2 separate regions of the Sus scrofa genome follow, and region 1 is linked to region 2. Evidence: chromatin contacts called from public Hi-C data. All regions are on one chromosome and are shown on one strand. Each heading gives the region's core, a stretch centred on a gene start, on an enhancer-like site or on the middle of the called end of the contact. The rest is flanking DNA. Distances are from core to core; before and after follow the strand shown. Region 1 overlaps PTPRG (receptor-type tyrosine-protein phosphatase gamma). Region 2 overlaps PTPRG (receptor-type tyrosine-protein phosphatase gamma).

What was found. A called contact is a pair of places that touch in the nucleus more often than the background predicts.
Region 1: a Hi-C map of liver shows a contact between it and region 2, with 2.7 times the contacts expected there. The contact joins two enhancer-like sites. A contact is called at or near these places in 1 of 5 promoter capture datasets (liver) and 2 of 47 Hi-C or Micro-C datasets (both in liver).

What each region holds. Positions count from the first base shown.
Region 1 is chr13:43,435,318-43,439,097 of Sscrofa11.1, reverse strand. All of the region lies in intron 3 of PTPRG (receptor-type tyrosine-protein phosphatase gamma), which reads right to left. Among named protein-coding and RNA genes, the nearest start is that of PTPRG, 300 kb to the right of the region's middle. Within about 2 kb of position 1,852, at least 5 of the 83 cell types and tissues checked have an H3K27ac peak or open chromatin away from gene starts, as enhancers often do. A contact at or near this core is called in liver, where this site is marked.
Region 2 is chr13:43,259,425-43,263,068 of Sscrofa11.1, reverse strand. The region is part of intron 2 of PTPRG (receptor-type tyrosine-protein phosphatase gamma); the gene reads right to left. Among named protein-coding and RNA genes, the nearest start is that of PTPRG, 130 kb to the right of the region's middle. Within about 2 kb of position 1,903, at least 15 of the 83 cell types and tissues checked have an H3K27ac peak or open chromatin away from gene starts, as enhancers often do. A contact at or near this core is called in liver, where this site is marked.

The DNA.
Region 1 (3,780 bases), core at 603-3,102, 180 kb before region 2:
ATCACGAAAAGAAATTAAAGACCTAAGTAAATGGAAAGCCATCCCATGTTCTCATATCAGAAGGCTTCAAATTTGTACTAGTATTCCAATTTGCGCTGAACCTGAGGACACAGAGATAAACAGCCTAGGAGCCTACAAAGAAAGTTGTCCCTCAAGGTTTTTTATTGCCTTATTAATCAATGTTCTAATTGTCTGATCATTATGTAAAGTAAACAGCTTTATCGCCCTAGAGCTCACACTTCCCAATTATTTTTGGAAGGAATTTTTAGAACTTTGGTATATTTCTTATCAAAAAGGAAATGAGGTAAATTCCACAGGCTTAAACTCACGGTGAACCTATGGTGGTTCTTAATGATGGCTACTTTTCTGTTTTTTATACCCTTGATTAGACTTTCTTTCTATCCCTATATGGCAATAGTTGAAAAGATCCAGGAATTCTGATATAGACAGGTTGGTGATCTTATAGAAATATCAGGCATTACTGGTTAAACCATGTCACTTGATCCATCTACAAACTGTAAAGCATATTACAATATCCTACACTCCAATGTCACAACTGTAGTAGCATTCCATGGTGTTTTACAAGCCCAGGAAAGTGTCAAGTCACATTCAAAAAAGAAATGCGTTATCAAACAAAACCGGTGTTCACATGTTATATTTTCTAGCCTGACTTGACAATCAACCACTAAAGAAAACCAAAAACAAGAGATAAAAGAATGAAATCCTATAGCTCATGTTTATTACCCAAGTCACTGAATGAAGAAGGCTCCCCAGGGCAAAGGGATCTATCATTCGGAAGGCTTGTCAGGTCTCCCCAAATTAATTTCTTTCCACGAGATGCAGCATATTCCCCAATATTCATAAAAGGCTCCATCAATAAAACTGAAAATGTTAAGTGTTTCAGTGAGTTTGGGTGATAAATGCCAGACTATGAGCAACAATTCTGATACCCTGACACTTTTGGTGAAAATTATCTCATACAGAAAAGTCCCACATTTAACAACAGAGATCTCAGGAAGTACTTCTCTCACTTAATAAGCCTTGGCAGCATTTCAAATTAAATACTCTATTGTGCAAGGAGCTAATTATGTTAAGATTAGACTCAAAGAATGATAGGGACATTTACTGTACTTTCAGTAATTATGCCAGCCTTCTATACTCAGGAACACAAAGTGTTCTTCCTAATTTTGAAAGGTGTCACTGCTAACCCAATAAATTCCACAATACACACAGCTTGCTCAGAGTTTAAATATTTTGGAACCAAAGAGGTATTTCTTTCACCAACTAGAATTCATTTTATATTTTCTCTCCCTTAATGCCATTATTTTCATTGTTTCTATCCCAAGGCGTCAGAAGTTACTATATGTAAACATGTCAAGAGCCTATGGGCCTGTTTCTGACACGCCACTAAATAATCAGTGCTTTTCCAACCAAGGCCTACGCACAACTAGTGAACTTTATTTATTTATTTTTTTGCTTTTTAGGGCCGCACTTGAGAGGCATATGGAGGTTCCCAGGCTAGGGGGTCAAGTCAGAGCAGCAGCTTCCAGCCTATGCCAAAGCCACAGCAATGCAGGATCCAAGCCAAGTCTTTGACTTAGACCTTAGCTCACGGCAACGCCAGATTCTTAACCCACTGAGCTAGGCCAGGGATCGAACCCGAAACTTCATGGTTCCTAGATGGATTCGTTTCCACTGCACCACAATGGGAACTCCTATTTAGTGTATTTTTATTAACCGCTCAAATATGATTAATTTCTGCAAGTTGTTTGGTCAGCTGTTTCCTCCCCACTTCTGGTCTAATGATAAACTACAAAACAACCTGTGTGGTTTCTCTGCGGTTTACATATTAACCCCCTACTGGGAACCTCAGCATTTGTACCAATGTTTAAAAACACAAAATTAACTTCTGAGGGCCGGGCCAGCACTCTCAAATACGTCTCTACTGCTGCAAAATATTAACGGTCTCAATACTTAGAAAATAAATATACAAACACCAAGTCACACTTCTGTGCTCCCTGTGGGTCCACACCATTCTAAAAATTAAATAAAAGCCAGAAATTGCAGAATTTAAATATGACTTCTCTGCAAATTAAATATAAAGTGTTCTTATATTTGGACTCAGACATTTGATATCTAGGAAGCTGCACTTTAGATACAAAAAAACCAGACAAAAATGGACGCTAAGATTGTGCAAGGCAAGGACCCCACACTGTCTTTATGGTATAAAAACATGTCTAAGTTAAAAGCTACTTTTCTTTTCTTTCCTTTTTTTCTTTTTAGGGCCAAACCTGCGGCATATGGAAGTTCCCAGGATAGAGGTTGAATCGGAGCCACAGCTACCTGCCTATGCCACAGTCACAGCAAAGCAGGATCTCAGCCGCATCTGCAACCTATACCTGGTTTGGGGCAATGCCAGGTCCTTAACTCTCTGAGCAAGGCCAGGGATCAAATCTGCACCCTTATGGATACTAGTGGGGTTCTCTAAAAGCTACATTTCTTAATTTTTTTTTTAAGTAATACACAGAAGAGAGGAGCCATCCAACACTTTATAAATATAACTGGGAGACAGTTAAAATTTCCATAAATAAGTAGTTAAACACATTATGACAGATTTTAAAAAATGTCATATTTTATAGCAAATAAATGACATAAGGTAGAAATATAGGTACTTTACAAAGTCATGAATTACTGTTCAGTGGCGAAAGAGGAAGGCAAGGTACAGAAGGGCTTTTACAGTATGATGACATTGTGTTTCACACATTATCACCTAGACAGACATTGGGGAACTCGAACTCCTGAATTTGTAGCTAACTTTTAACAGTGGGGGTAGTACAGTAATAAGGTAAGGGGAAGTGGAAATAGGAAATGAGCAGGAGAAAATATGTTTCTACTTTCCATTATTTGGTTTTTCACAATATGCCTATTACTTCTATAATAATTTTTTAAAATGCCAAGTCCTAACCTCAAAAATTTACCAATGTATCCCTTCTGTAAAAAAATTAATTTGCTATTTAATGTTTAGAACTGATACTTTCACAGGTTTATAATCCATAAAACTAATACATCTGTGAACTATTTACATAAATTGCTATTTAAATTGTTATCTAGATGAGCAAACAACAGAAACTATTTAACTTGTTTCACTGTGGATAATAATTACCACTTTTGAAAACAACCAGCTTATTTTGAACAAATTTTAGAATCACAGAAAAGTTGCAAAAATAATATAGTTTTCCATATACCCCTCACCCAGCTTCCCCAAAATGTCATCTTATATAACCACAGTCCAATTATCAAAGCCAGGAAACTATCATTGGCAAGATGCTATTAATGGAAAGACAGACCTTATTTGAATTGTTCCAGGTTTTTCCTTAACATCTTTTTCTAGTTCCAGAATCCCATGTTGCATTCAGTTATTTTTCCTTAGGGCCCTACCCCCACCCCTCATACAACAATTTCTTAGTCCTTCCTGATCTTTCAAATTCTTGACAAAGGAGTCCTGATGAGTTACTGTAGAATGTCCCTCAATTTGGGGGATCTGATGTCATCCCAGGAATGGAGATTATGCATTTTTGGCAAGAGTACCCCAGAAGACGTAAAATAACACTGGGTCCTTCCTAATAACTGTTTTTGATTGTATAAAAATCTTTCATTGATATTGGGCTATTGAATGCTCAAATGTACAAACATTATTTGCAATGCTTTTTTCTTTTAATTTTTAAAGAAAAACTGCCTTTAGTCAATCATGGTTAAGACTTTAAAAAGTAGGAAGTAGAC
Region 2 (3,644 bases), core at 654-3,153:
TAAAAAAGTGATAGCAATCACCCAAACCAACACATTTGCATCCAAAGCCATCTGCTGCAAACAATGAGAACTGGTGAAGTTGTCGCCAGTGAATCCACTACCTGACTGGGACTAATGCCAGAACAAAGCCTGGCAAAGCTCTTCCCCATCACCTAACCCAGAGGAGGACTTGGATAGTGACCAAAGGGGGGAGGGGGGAGGTGGCCACAAACAGAACAATCTTAGCAGAAGTGGGAACTGCTTGAAGGTATGCGCCTTGCCTGACTCACAGTCCTTCCACTGACAAGCTTTCATTCCAAAGCATCTGAGAGGAATACCATTTCTAACTCTACTAACACTTAGTAGCCAAAGAATTTTCAGAACACAACTTAGAGTGCCCAAACTCTTCCGGTATAAAATAAATAAAAGCTGGGTTAAATCCTCAATTTCTCAGATCAACTCATTTCAGTGACGGCATAACACTCTACATGACACAGACTTCTATTTTGTCATCACTGTGATTATCGGACTAATTTGTTCTCCATTTCTTTTTTTTTTTTTTTTTGCCTTTTCTAGGGCCGCTCCCGCGGCATATGGAGGTTCCCAGGCTAGGGGTCGAATCGGAGCTGTAGCTGCCGGCCTATACCACAGCCACAGCAATGCGGATCTGAGCCACGTCTGCGACCTACACCACAGCTCACGGCAACGCCAGATCCTTAACCCACTGAGCAAGGCCAGGGATTGAACCCGCAACTTCATGGTTCCTAGTCGGATTCGTTAACCACTGAGCCATGACGGGAACTCCCTGTTCTCCATTTCTTAAGAAAAGTATTCACCAAAAATAAACAGAAAGACTAAAATTTCTGATGCTACTTTCACCCACGCACACAGAAATGCCCCTGCCTGTAATTCACGTTTGCCCTTGCAGCTTCAGCTTTGGCACCTAAATTTCCAAGGACACAATGGCATGAGCATCCTATCACAGAAGTCCAGTTTTCCCAGCTGGGCAGTCACATCAGTCTCTCACTGTGTCTCATTCAATTCCAGTTTCCCTAGAAGAGACTGATTAGCTATTTTATTGGGATATTTTCCCAAAGCCCCCTCCAAAGTGAATTTCATCTAGGCCAGAGAGTCTATCTTTTAAACAGACCATCATAAATATGCATGTAGTCTTGTTGAAAATCCTTCCAGAGTTTCTCTAAGATCCAGTCACCAAACTATCGTGTTGTATGTGTGTGCGTGTGTGTACACACGTGTGAATGTATGCATAGTTATAACGCTTTATTATAGATGATGCCAGAGGACATTTACATGAATCATTTCCCCAAATAGGTAATTCCAATCATCAAATCACTTTTGGCTGGCATTAGGGATCTTTGTTACGGCAGCTCCAAATATGAATTGCAAAACATTTTCCCTAGGCTAATGGCAAATATAATTTCCACTCCTAGAACATAAAATGCAGAGTGATGGATTATTATGGTAAAAAGAGTCCTCAAACAGGAGTCAGGATGCCTGGGCTGAGAAAGGTTTGATTCACCAGCACGGGCTCTTTAACCAATCATTGCCAAACTCCTCAACCTCTGCCCTCTCTGTAAAGTGAAAGGTTACACCAGACCATGTTAGGCTATTTTCCCTGATGCACTAAGAAGCCAAGTAGAACAACAGTCCAGGAATTCAGCAGGCAAAAGTCGAGGTCAAGCCACCTAGGATTCTGCTACTGACAAGCCTCACACAAAATAACCTAGGGAAAAAAAAAAAAAGAAAGAAAGCTGGGATATGGCAATGTTTACCATTTACTAGGCAATGACCCAGAAACAGGAAAAGGACGCAGAATTTAAAGTAGCAGCTGACAAGGGCACTCAGAACTGAATTTTGCAAACATGAGTGTTAAGTCCTTTGGTATGGAAAATACCAGGGAGAGAGGCTGGGACACTGGCTCCTTTCTTTTACTGGAGTTGCCCACACCCCTCTCAGTGAGGAGCCAGATCAGATGGCTCCAATCTACCAAAGAGCTCCAGGACCCAGGGAAATGCCAAGAGCCTTCCCTACAGTACAGCTAATCACCAGCAAAGCTCAAGACCGCTTCCACAGCTGGTGGCCTCTGGGTCGCTGGAAAGATCCAGGTGGCCACAGGAAAGGGGCCTCTGATGAACTCATGCTTTATCTAGCTCTGATTCTTCAAAGATTCTCAGCTGGGAGGACCAATGCCTGGATACAGTCTAGGCTGCCACCTGGGGACATGCTTCCCAGGATGGTCAGCACACGGCCCCCCCCCCTTTTTTTTTTTTTTCGTTTTTTTTTTTTTTGGCCTGAGGTCAGAAAACAATTTTCCAGGACCATATAGGTCTAAATCCTGGTTTTTGCCTAATCTTCTGTAAATAATAAAAATCTGGCTGGAAACATAGATTACTCTGGGGGAGCCCTCCCTCTCTCTCTCTGGTGACAACATCTGCACCTGGCAATGCACTCTCCCTGACAACCACCTAAATGGGCCTCAGGTGGAGAAGGTGGTGTCAACCACGTCTCAGGAAGGTCAGACACCCATAAAAGAAGGGGCTCAGCAGACCACATCCCAAACCACGTAATTATCAAGTAGCTGTACTTAAATGACTTCTGCTCAGAAGCAGTTTGCAAAATCTGGGTACCCAATTTCACTTCTGGAAGCTCGTCTGAGCTTCCCACACCCCTCTCAACATAATGGCATGTGATTAAACTGTCTTATTCTGTTAGCCTTTTAGCAGACATGGAAACAAAAAAAGTCATAATCCTACCATAAAGCTGTCATAGTTTGAGGGCTATTTAACAAATTGATTTTCAGAAACGGAGCAGGTATTTCTGTATATTATATGCCACCCCCACAAATGTTTCTCTAAGTGAATGCAAATTGGCCTCTAAAGAATTTGTGTAATGTGTTAATGAAAAGATTTCTATGACCAATGAAGCTCTAAAGTCCTACTTAAGAAATAATGCACGCTTTCCTAACTTCTCATTCTTTTTCATACTTTTGTAGAAATATGAAAGTTAACCATTTCATTTTCTTTTCATCGCAATCACTCTATTTGGGAGAAAAAAACACCAACCAGTAACTTCCAAAAGGGACCCAAAGTCCCACTGTATAGCACAGGGAAATTTATTCAATATTTTGTAATAACCTATAAGGGAAAAGAATCTGAATATATATGTCTGAATATATCTGATATATATATATATGAATAACTGTGATGTACACTTGAAACTAATATATGGTAAAGCAACTATACTTCGATTAAAAAAAAACCAAAAAAACACGAAAAGACAATCCACAAAATGGGAGAAAATCTTTGCAAATGAATCAACTGATAAGGGATTAATCTCCAAAATTTATAAACACCTTCTGCAGCTCCATACCAAAAAAACAAACAACCCCATCAAAAAGTGGGCAGAAGATCTAAACAGACAGTTCTCCAAAGAAGACACACAGATGGCCAAAAAACACATGAAAAGATGTTCAACATCACTATTATTAGAGAAATGCATTATTAGAGAAATGCAAATCAAAACCACTCTGAGGTACCACCTTACACCAGCCAGAATGGCCATCATCCAAAAGTCTACAAATAAGAAGTGCTGGAGAGGGTGTGGAGAAAAAGGAACACTAGTACACTGTTGGTGGGATTGTCAAT